Linked DNA regions of Mus musculus: all the other regions are linked to region 1. Evidence: chromatin contacts called from public HiChIP or PLAC-seq and promoter capture Hi-C data. All regions are on one chromosome and are shown on one strand. The core of a region is the stretch at or near the end of the contact, and the rest is flanking DNA. Distances in the headings are between cores, read along the strand shown. Region 1 holds the start of Slc22a14 (solute carrier family 22 (organic cation transporter), member 14). Region 2 holds the start of Exog (endo/exonuclease (5'-3'), endonuclease G-like). Region 3 holds the start of Acvr2b (activin receptor IIB).

The links. Promoter capture Hi-C pulls out the DNA fragments that hold promoters and counts their contacts. HiChIP or PLAC-seq counts read pairs in DNA pulled down with a chosen protein or histone mark.
Region 2: a promoter capture Hi-C map of embryonic stem cells shows a contact between it and region 1, with 2.0 times the contacts expected there. The contact joins the promoter of Exog here to the promoter of Slc22a14 in region 1. A contact is called at or near these places in 8 of 39 promoter capture datasets (the 3T3-L1 cell line, cranial neural crest, embryonic stem cells and 5 more), 1 of 484 Hi-C or Micro-C datasets (Sertoli cells) and 3 of 9 other capture datasets (adipose tissue, liver and pancreatic islet).
Region 3: an H3K4me3 HiChIP or PLAC-seq map of embryonic stem cells shows a contact between it and region 1, with 12 read pairs. The contact joins the promoter of Acvr2b here to the promoter of Slc22a14 in region 1. A contact is called at or near these places in 1 of 39 promoter capture datasets (the 3T3-L1 cell line) and 2 of 115 datasets of contacts at active chromatin or transcription factors (embryonic stem cells and pancreatic cancer cells).

What each region holds. Positions count from the first base shown.
Region 1 is chr9:119,188,700-119,191,864 of GRCm38.p6, forward strand. Slc22a14 (solute carrier family 22 (organic cation transporter), member 14) reads right to left here and starts at 1,696. Exons shown (of 12, transcript NM_001037749.3): 1 at 1,666-1,696.
Region 2 is chr9:119,443,295-119,446,459 of GRCm38.p6, forward strand. It overlaps Exog (endo/exonuclease (5'-3'), endonuclease G-like), which reads left to right and starts at 1,666. Exons shown (of 6, transcript NM_172456.4): 1 at 1,666-1,856. The coding sequence starts at 1,694.
Region 3 is chr9:119,400,431-119,403,595 of GRCm38.p6, forward strand. Acvr2b (activin receptor IIB) reads left to right here and starts at 1,748. Exons shown (of 11, transcript NM_001313757.1): 1 at 1,748-2,167. The coding sequence starts at 2,116.

The DNA of each region.
Region 1 (3,165 bases), core at 446-2,945:
CTGGGATTACATGTGGTTGTGAGTCATCTGACACAGATGCTGGGAACTGGGTTCTGGAACAAGGGCAGAACCTACTTTGCCTATTTCAAAACCTGTAGTTGAAATATAAGTCCTTATCAGAGACCTTTGCAAATATTCCTCACCTCTGACCTTTCATCCTTCTAATGGGGGTCTCCACAGAGCAGGCAAGCTTCAACATACCTACTCTTTTTCTTCCTGAGGTCTTGCTTTTGACATCACAGCTAAAAATCTTATTGCCAAACCTAGGCCACTGAGGTTTCCTGCTGATTTTCTTCTAGAAGTTTTATTGTGTTGTTTCACACTTAAGTCTATGGTCTGATTTGAGTTAATTTTTGTAAAAGGTGGGTGCATCTAGATTATTATTTTCCCTATAGATGGCCAGGTATTATGTAGCACATTCATTTTCTACACTAAGTGACTTTTGCCCCTTTGCTCAGTTGGCTTTCTCTGTGTGAACCTGGTGCTGAGCTCTGCTCTGTTTCTTGGATCTGTGCTGTGCTTTCTCAGTTGTGCTGTAGTATCAAAATTGTGCGAGTTTTACCGCAAATCCTGATGTCTTGAAGTGAATGTGTGAACAAGCACTCTGGCACACCACACACACACACACACACACACACACACACATCCAATCTACTTCCTCATGGTTATGGTGGCCACTTGGTCATCCAAACATTAACTTCAGGGCATGCTTGTTATAGCTACAAAACAATTTGCTGAGCTTTGATTGAGACTGTATCAAATATTTAGATCAGTAGAGAAGGAGTAACATTGTAACTATGGCACTGAGTCTTCTCGACCATGAGTGTGAAGTGAGGGTAAGAGGAAACATCAATGTATTTTTAAGGAAAGAAACTTATAAGTACCTCACACACCAAAGAAATCATATAAAATTAAAATATTTATGAGTGATAGCAATAAAGTAGCAAATGTATGGGTGCTTGAAAAGTTGTAATTTGTGGAGAAAGTATAGCTTTATCTGCTTTTAATAGAAAAGTATAGGCTGAATATTGATCAACTAAGTCTCATTATAAAATGTGAAAGAAAAATTAACCAATAAATTCAAGGAAGATAACAAAGACAATAAAAATTAAGGCCAAAGTAAAAGAAGGAAGCTGGGCCTAGCACTATAGGCCTGTAATTCCATCTACTTATAAGGCTGAGGCAGGAGGATCACAAGTTCAAGGCCTATCTAGGTACAAGATGATTTCAAGGCAAGCCTGGTTAATTTAGCACTACTCAAACAACCCACAGGGACTAGCAGTCAGCAAGGCCCCTGTGCGCCCCCAAGTCATCTGTGAGGTCCTCAAGCAGCTCTCCCTGCACTGAATATCCATGGGAACTGGCTGGCAGTCAGCAAGGGCGCTGACCACACTGCCCTCCACTGACCTCAAAGGTCCTGCTAGAAAAAGAGAAGCCAGCACTCTACCTGCACACAGGAAACGACTGTGCGCCATACCTGAGAACTCACAATTCCCTTGAGGACAGCCTGCTCTTCCCATAGGGTTCCCACAGCTGAACAGGCCCAGGCACGTTCCTGTCCACATGTGCCATATGGAGAATGTGGCCCCACAGTCACAAGCTGTCATCATAATTATCACCTTCTACATGAACCCCCAGTCCCTCCTCCCTGGAGACAGGACTCACCTGACTGGTGTCCAGACCCAACCATATCCTTGGAAGCAGAACCCTAGCGTTCCATTGGTAGCTGGGGAGACGGTGTCACAATGGGGTGGAGAAGGTGACCTGGGAATGCTGAGAGGACCATATTCTACTCCAGGCACACAAGTGGCCAGTCTTGGGACCAGAATTAGTTAAGGCAAGTATGTAAACGGCTATGTGAGGTACCCTTGTGCCTTAAAAAAAAAACTGTCTTCTATACTGAAAGCACTCCTTGTCTTAGTCAGGGTTTCTATTTCTGCACAAAACATCATGATCAAGAAGCAAGTAGGGGAGGAAAGGGTTTATTCAGCTTACACTTCCACATCGCTGTGCATCACCAAAGGAAGTCAGAACAGGGACTCACATAGGGCAGGAACCTGGAGGCAGGAGCTGATGCAGAAGCCATGGGGGGTGGGGGGGCACGGAATGCTGCTTACTGGCTTGCTTCCCCTGGCTTGCTCAGTTTGCTTTCTTATAGAACTCAGGTCTACCAGCCCAGGGATGGCACCACCCACAATGGGTCCTCCGGGCTTGATCACTAATTGAGAAAATGCCTTACAGCTGGATCTCATGGAGACATTTCCTCAAGGGAGGCTCCTTTCTCTGTGATAACGCCAGCTTGTGTCAGGTTGACACACAAAACCAGCCAGTTACACCCCGCAAATGAAAGCCCACTCTTTGTCGGCTGTCCTTCAAGCCTTCCTGACCCTGCACCTAGGATCTGCACTATACCTCTCTTCTGCCTCAAGGACATGTCACCATTGCTAGAACTGCCTTTGTCTGGCCCACCTCCCTAGAAGCCACAGCCTGCCTCTGATGGTAGAAACAGGACTCTGGTCTTTTTGCTTAGAGTAGGGGTAAGGAATCAGCTGAGGACAAGGAGCCAGGCTGAACTAGTTGTGGAGAAGCAGGAGACATGAGGGACCCTAACTTTAGCCCAAAGTCATGGCTCACAGATACCTGGCAAGAAGCAGGAATGAGAGCAAAAAAGGTTGGGGTCTAGACTTGCCCAGCTTCTCCATCAGCACAGAAAATACTGCTCAGGACACTGGCAAAACTGGCTAAGAAAAATTAGGAGGCAGACATAGGAGACAACTCAGCAGGCCAAGGGCTCGGCACATAAGCAGAGAGGACCCATGTAAAAAGCGGGAGGGGGAAGGGGGAGGGGGAGGGGGAAGGGGGAGGGGGAGGGGGAGGGAGAGAGAGAGATATTACCACAGATTTTGACAGATGAAGGGACATGATAGCCAAGAAGCAGCACTGAGGAGCAGAGGGCCCTTCACCCAGCTGTGAAGAACTTTCACAACTGTGTGCAGAGGCAGAGGGCAGAATTCTTCCAAAAAGGGCTGAGAACATGGGGTGTCCACTGGCTTTGGTCAACAGCTCCAAGGACACAGGTTTACACCTGGGAGAGGAACTGGATGAGAGGGAACAGGCCCCCGGGAGTGTGTCAAAGTCACGATAAGGAGAATGGGAACATCTTTT
Region 2 (3,165 bases), core at 416-2,915, 250 kb after region 1:
ACATTAGGGAAGGTTGGGTGATCTATATCACGATTGGTGGGTTCTATCTCTGGGGGTCTGGGTGATGCCATGATTAGTTAGGGTCTCCATTCAAGCAAACTTCATGCCAAGGAGGGGGCAGCTCTTGATCTCCTAGCTGTAAGTTTGCCTAACGATTCTTTTGCAAGCTAGGGAGGGGTCCCTTTTATGTAAGCCTGGTTGTCCCAGTAACTGACTTGCCCAGTCTGGGAAGTAGAAACTCAGGGCTAGTCTCCTGAACTGCTGGTTTGCAGCCTGTCATGGAGTCAGCCTGGCTCAGGCCAATGCTCTTTTTATGGGAAGCTGGAGACTGCTGCCAGGTGAAGACCCATTGATCTGAGTGGGAGTCTATTAAACACGAATATTCTTCTTTTTACAAAAAATAATTTACGGTCTTCAGAGTGAGTTCCTGGACAGCCAGGGCTACACAGAGAAACCCTGTCTTAAAAAAAAAAACAAAAATAATAACAATTTACTTAATTTTATTTTATGTGCATTGGTGTGAGGGTGTCAGTCATGAGCTACCATGTGGGTGCTGGGAATTGAACCCAGACCCTTTAGAAGAGCTGACAGTGTTCTTAATCACTTAGCCATTTCTCTGGACCTTATGTTCTCCCTTTGTCAGTGGGCATTTGCCCATCAATTTTGTCTAAGACCAATTTGAGAGGTCCCATAAAGTGGCTAACATTTACAGTGTTACTTGACGGCATGCATCCCGTGTATACCACCTTAGTCCTGAGATGAATCCCTATCGTCTAAGATGATGATTTTAACTTCTTTTTTGAGACAGGGTCTTGCGATGTAGCTGAGACTCATTTGGAACTCACTATGTAGTCTAAGCTGATCTGGAGCTCAGAAATTCCTTCCTTGTCTTTGCTAGCGCTGGGGTTACAGATCGGCTCCACCAAGCCCAATTACAGTTTATTACATCGACTTATTTATGTCTGGCTGTACATACCTGTGCATGTAGGATGGCAAGCCCATGCCTGTGACGGTGAGAGGACAGCTTTCAGGAGTCAGTCCTCTTCTACCAAGTAGGTTCCAGGGACTGAATTCAAGTGTCAGTTTTGGTGGCAAGCACCCTTACTGATGAACCATCTTGCTTGTCTAGGCACAAATTAAAAGAGATAACATGGACTGACACACTGGACTAGTTTGGTAAGGATTTAACTTCTGAGCTCTGGCCCATCCAGAGTCTCTGGCTACCATTGAGTACTGTTTTCCCAGGAAACTCGATAGGTGGTACAAACACTCTGATGTGTATTTTGACTTTGAAGCAAGTGCCCCAAACAGTCCAATGGGGTACAGGTTTTGGAATCACATCGAGTTGGATCCCAGGTTAGGAGATCTTTGATGGATCATGAACAAGCATTTACTCACTATTAAATGGGACTAAAGACAATTTCTTCAGAGGACAGTACACACACACCATTAAATTGACAAGCTAGGACACTTAACCCATCCATTAACTGGCCAGGACCAGGGATGGAGGTAGGCGTGCCTCCCCTGCTGGACTCTAGGGGACGCGCGAGACCCTCAGCAGCGAAGGCCTCTGGGAGGCGGTTCGGGATGGCGCATGCGCGCCTGGTTCCGGAGCCGGCGATTGGACCATTCCGGCCTCGGAGCCCCCGCGTGCGCATGCGTGGCAGAGACAAAGTGCTGGCGCCCGCGAGTCATGGCTGCAAAGAGCTTCGCTTCCCGTCTCAGGGACTCGCGGCGATTTCTGAATGGCTTCTTGGCCGGGGCTGTAGTGGGCGCCGCGGGAGCGGGGCTGACGGCGCTGCAGTTTTTCCGGCGTCCGGACGCGGAATCCGCGAAGCTGGCGAGGCAGCCACACGGTGAGTCTGCAAGCCTAAGCCGGCTCGGTTCCCCACTGCTCCCCCAAATTCTTCACCTGGCTGCGGGCTCACACGTCACCACCCCTCCATCCTTAGCTCCACCCCGAGCTGAGACTCTGTTTGTTCTCCACCTTAGGTGCAGCACAGTGCCTGGTACAGAATTGGCCTTCAGTAAGTGTCTTAGTTTCTTTTCCTGTTGCTGTGACAACGTATACCTGACAGAAGCAACTTAAGGGAAGGGTCTGTTTTAGCTCCCCGTTCGAGGTGCACCCCATCGTGGCGGGGAAGGAGCTCGAAGCAGCTGGCCACGTCAGGAAACGGACGAATGCGTGCTGCCTTTTGGCTCCCTTTTCTCCCAGTTTATACAATGTGGCCACGTCCCTCCACTGTCAGGAAACGGACGAACGTGCTGCCTTTTGGCTCCCTTTTCTCCCAGTTTATACAGTGCGAATCCCAGTCAGGGAATGGCCCAGCCCATAATTAATCTGGGGATCCCCATATCATTTAATACAGCCAAGATTCCCCCTCTCCCCATAGGAATACCCGGAGGCCTGCTTCTCAGGTGTTTCTAGATTCTGTCAAATTGACAACATCACAACAAGAATGTTTGAAGGCGTTTCCGTAAAGAATATCTGCTACCCAGTCTTCCTAGTATGTACATCCTTAAATTTACGGGGCATCTTATCTTTAGACAGAGAAGTGAGCACAGACCCATCTCATTCCAGGACGTGCTGAACCACCCGCTTCTTTTGACACTTGCCATTGTGCCAGAGGACTGCTCTGGGGAGGCATGGGGAGGAGTCACTTGGAAGCAGCTCCGGGTTGAGTCCTCTAGGAGGAAGTGTCAGTTTCTTAGCCCCACTGCAGTGAAGGCTGCAGTCTGTCTTTCCTTGAACTGAAACACTGGGGAAGTATCAGTGAGGGACAGTGTGGGTGGGCTTGTTTGCTCTGTTTTTGCTTTGAGCCAGTACTCACTGTGACCCAGCCAGGCATGAGACATGGAGAAACAGGTGTGTGCACCCACTCTTGGAGTTAAGGTCTTTTAAAAAACGAAATGGATACTTAACCTGGCAGCTGATATATCATGTTGATGAAAAACTAAAATGATGGCCATTTTTGTCTCTATTAGTCGCAAGACGTTCCCATTCACTTTTATACTTGTAGCACTATGGTTTTCCTTTGAATTCTCCCCCCACCCCCCATACACACAGTTTGTGGTACAGACAGATTTAGAAAACTAATGTGGAAAACTAGTGAGATTGGATTCTTATTTCTTTTTGGTCCCAGGAGTGAAGCCAGGGCCCGTACC
Region 3 (3,165 bases), core at 498-2,997, 210 kb after region 1:
ATGTTCTTGAGGTTGGAATTACAGACACTTGTGAATCGTCCAGTCTGGGTCCTGGGAACCAACCAAATCCAGGTTCTCTGCAAAAAGAGCAAGTGCTTTTTACCGCTGAGCCATCCAACCCCAGAGTCCCATCTTTTAAAAAGTCACCTCAGTTACCATTTAGAAAGGGTGCTAGTACCATAGAGATGGCTCACAAGTACTGGGACCTGATGCCAATCCTTAGGATTTGAGTTTGATTCCCAGCTCCTACAGAGTGGAAAGACAGAACCAACTGCAAGTTGTCATCCAACCTCAATGTGTTCATGCTCTCTCTCTTCTGTCTCTGTCTGTCTGCTTCTCTCCTTAACACACACACACACACACACACACACACACACACACACATGCATGCACACATACACATACAAACACACATATAAATAAGTAAAATATAATAAAAATCTTAAAAGAAATAGAAGATACACTTAGCAACGTGAATGGACCCTAGTGACATCTAAGGAGCCCCTCAGCCCTCTGCTGTTAAAGCTGCCCAGATGTGAGATGGAGGGTGCTGGTGGCACGGGGCATATGGAAACATATGACTGTATGTTGGATGCACATAGATACAGGCAAGAGAGCACACACACAATCAATCAATAAACGAACGAAAAATAGGAAGAGTCACAGATGGACTGCGAGCTCGAGGCCACCTGAGGATTACATAAGGAGAGGAAAAAGACCACATTTAAGAGCAAAGGTTGTCAGACAAGGTGCAGACTTCTTGGGAAGCTGAGGATCCCTACCTCAACACCAAAGCCGTAGCAGAAAGAAACTCTACCCAAGTCTGGAGGACTTCAACACCGTCATTTTCATAAGGGAAGTCCGAGGCTCGAGCAAATGAAATGACCCAGGCTGGGGGGGGGGGGCGGCGGGGGGGAGCGTCCTTCCTCCTATGACCCACTGCTCTTGGTGAGGCAGGAGGTAACTATCCGAGGATTCCATAGCATTTTTTTCCCCTGAGTAGTGACTGGCTTTTCCAGTGTAGCTGGGAGGCCGATTGCTCTCACACTCTGATTGTGTAACATCTGAAATGGAGGGATCTGGTGTGTGTGCGTGTGTGAAAGGAACAGAGGCATGTTCTGAACAGATCTTTAGAGGTGGGAGGAGTGCTGAAGGTAAGATGAAGGATGCTGGATTGCTGAGGATCCTTCAGAAAGCAGGTCGCCAACAGTTCTTTCCCACCTGCAGCTGCTCTGTGGGTCCTCCTCTGCTTGGAGATAACTGTGCGTGCGTTGTGAGGAACTGCTGTCAATTCAGACTTCAGCGTTTTCCTGCCAATTAATTAGCCCATAAATGGGAGCTGGAGGGCAGAGGTCCTAGGTTATGGGGACCAGGAGCTACCCACTCACTCAGGGGTCCCAGAGGAGCGTGCATCCCGTAGCGTGGGCTCCATAGCACGGGGCAGGAAAGCACCAGCCAAGTTGTGGGCAGTCCAATCCCACCAGCTCGGAGAGCGCGCCCCGCCTAGCCCTAGAGTCTGGTGCTGCAGGCGCGCTGTCTCCAGAGGGCGCGGGCTGGGGGGCGGAGCCTCGGTGTTGTTGTTCCTCTCCGGCCCCGCCCCCAAGGGGGGCGCGGACCACGCGGCCGGAGGGCCCGCCTCCCCTCCCCCTCCCCGCCCAGCTCGCCCGCCTCTTTGTATCCAACATCCGGGTTTCCCCGCTGGCTCGGCTCCGTGGCCACCGCTCAGGAGCCATTTTGGACTCGGTTCAGGTCCCCTCCCCCACCCCTCCCCCGTTCATGGCCCCTCCGGACTCGGCCCCTGCGCCCGGGGCCCGGGCCCAGCCCCGTTGCGCCATGCCCGCGTCGGGCGCGCCCTGGCCCGCGCCCCGCCGCCGCCCCCCGGCTCCCGCGTCGCCCCATAGCCCGGGCCGCACTGCGCGCCGCCCGCAGCGGCCCTGAGCCCCTATCTCCGCATACTGCCTGGGAACCGAAGCGCAGAAGCGCGCGCTCCTGGAAGCGAGACCCAGAGAAGGAGCGGGAAGCAGAGCGCAGCCGCCGCCGGGCCCTGCGCGCCCCGGGAGCGCAGCGCGGCCCTGCCCGCGGGCTCCGGGTGTCCGCGGGGCGGCGCCGCGGAACATGACGGCGCCCTGGGCGGCCCTCGCCCTTCTCTGGGGATCGCTGTGCGCCGGTAAGGACCGGGCGCGTCGTGGGGGTGCAGGGACCTGGGGCGCGCGGTGTTTACCAACAAAGGGCGGCCCCGCGGCCTCGGCGCCGCGCCACCTGCCTGGGATCGGGGTCGCGCGGGGCGCTCTGGTGCTTGCGATCTTAGAGGCGAGCTCGCCCGTGCGGTTCCTCTGCGCGATTCTGGCTCGCAGAGGTTCTAGGTGATGGGGGAACCTGGAGCGTCAGGGTCGGGGTTCAGGTTCCGCGGGTGTGCGGACCCCAGGGATAGAGCGGGGAAAACCTAAGCGTGGGGAAGGCGGCCAAGCGGGGTGGGCATCTAATTGGGGGCGGCTGGGTTGGGGCTGCTCGCCCCTGAGAGTCATAGGTGTCGCAAAGCGAAGCGGACGGCTTTCCATAGCCCGCCCGGAGTCCTCTGCATCCCGTCCCGCCACTCCGCGTCGCGATCCTCATGCGAGTGGCTCCTACCTGCGCCCGCTTTTCTTGCAGCGGGCCGCAGATGCGCCCTCGTGGGACCGCTTTTGTTTTGGGCAACTGGGAGTGGAGAAGGGTTGAAGAGGCGAACCAACAGGTCTCAGATCGCTTCGGCCGGCACGTGGCGGGCGTGAGTGACCCGCGGTCAGCTCGCAGCCGCCTGCGGGCTGTGGATAGCTGGTGCGCGTCTGCTTGGGACTAGAAGGTGTGGGTGTGTACGCACGAAGTTGTGTTGGGAAAGCGCTTTCTCCCCCAAAGCCTAGGCACTGATTTCTGTGTCCCGATGGTGCTGAAGCGTGCTCAACTTTGTAGGAGCTCCGGGGCGGGCTTAGGGCAGTTCCAGGAAACGTGGACAGTCGGGCATTAAGACTCCAGAGAAAAGATCGTGGAGATTAGGACGGCTGGTGCCCGGTGGCTGGGGCTCTGGGTCCTGCGCGTCTTTGTTCCCAACCCCCATTACACATGCAGCTCGGGTCCCCTGCGGCCCGAGGTGGCAGCAGCGCGGAGTCTGGGAAACCCGCGAGGGGCGGG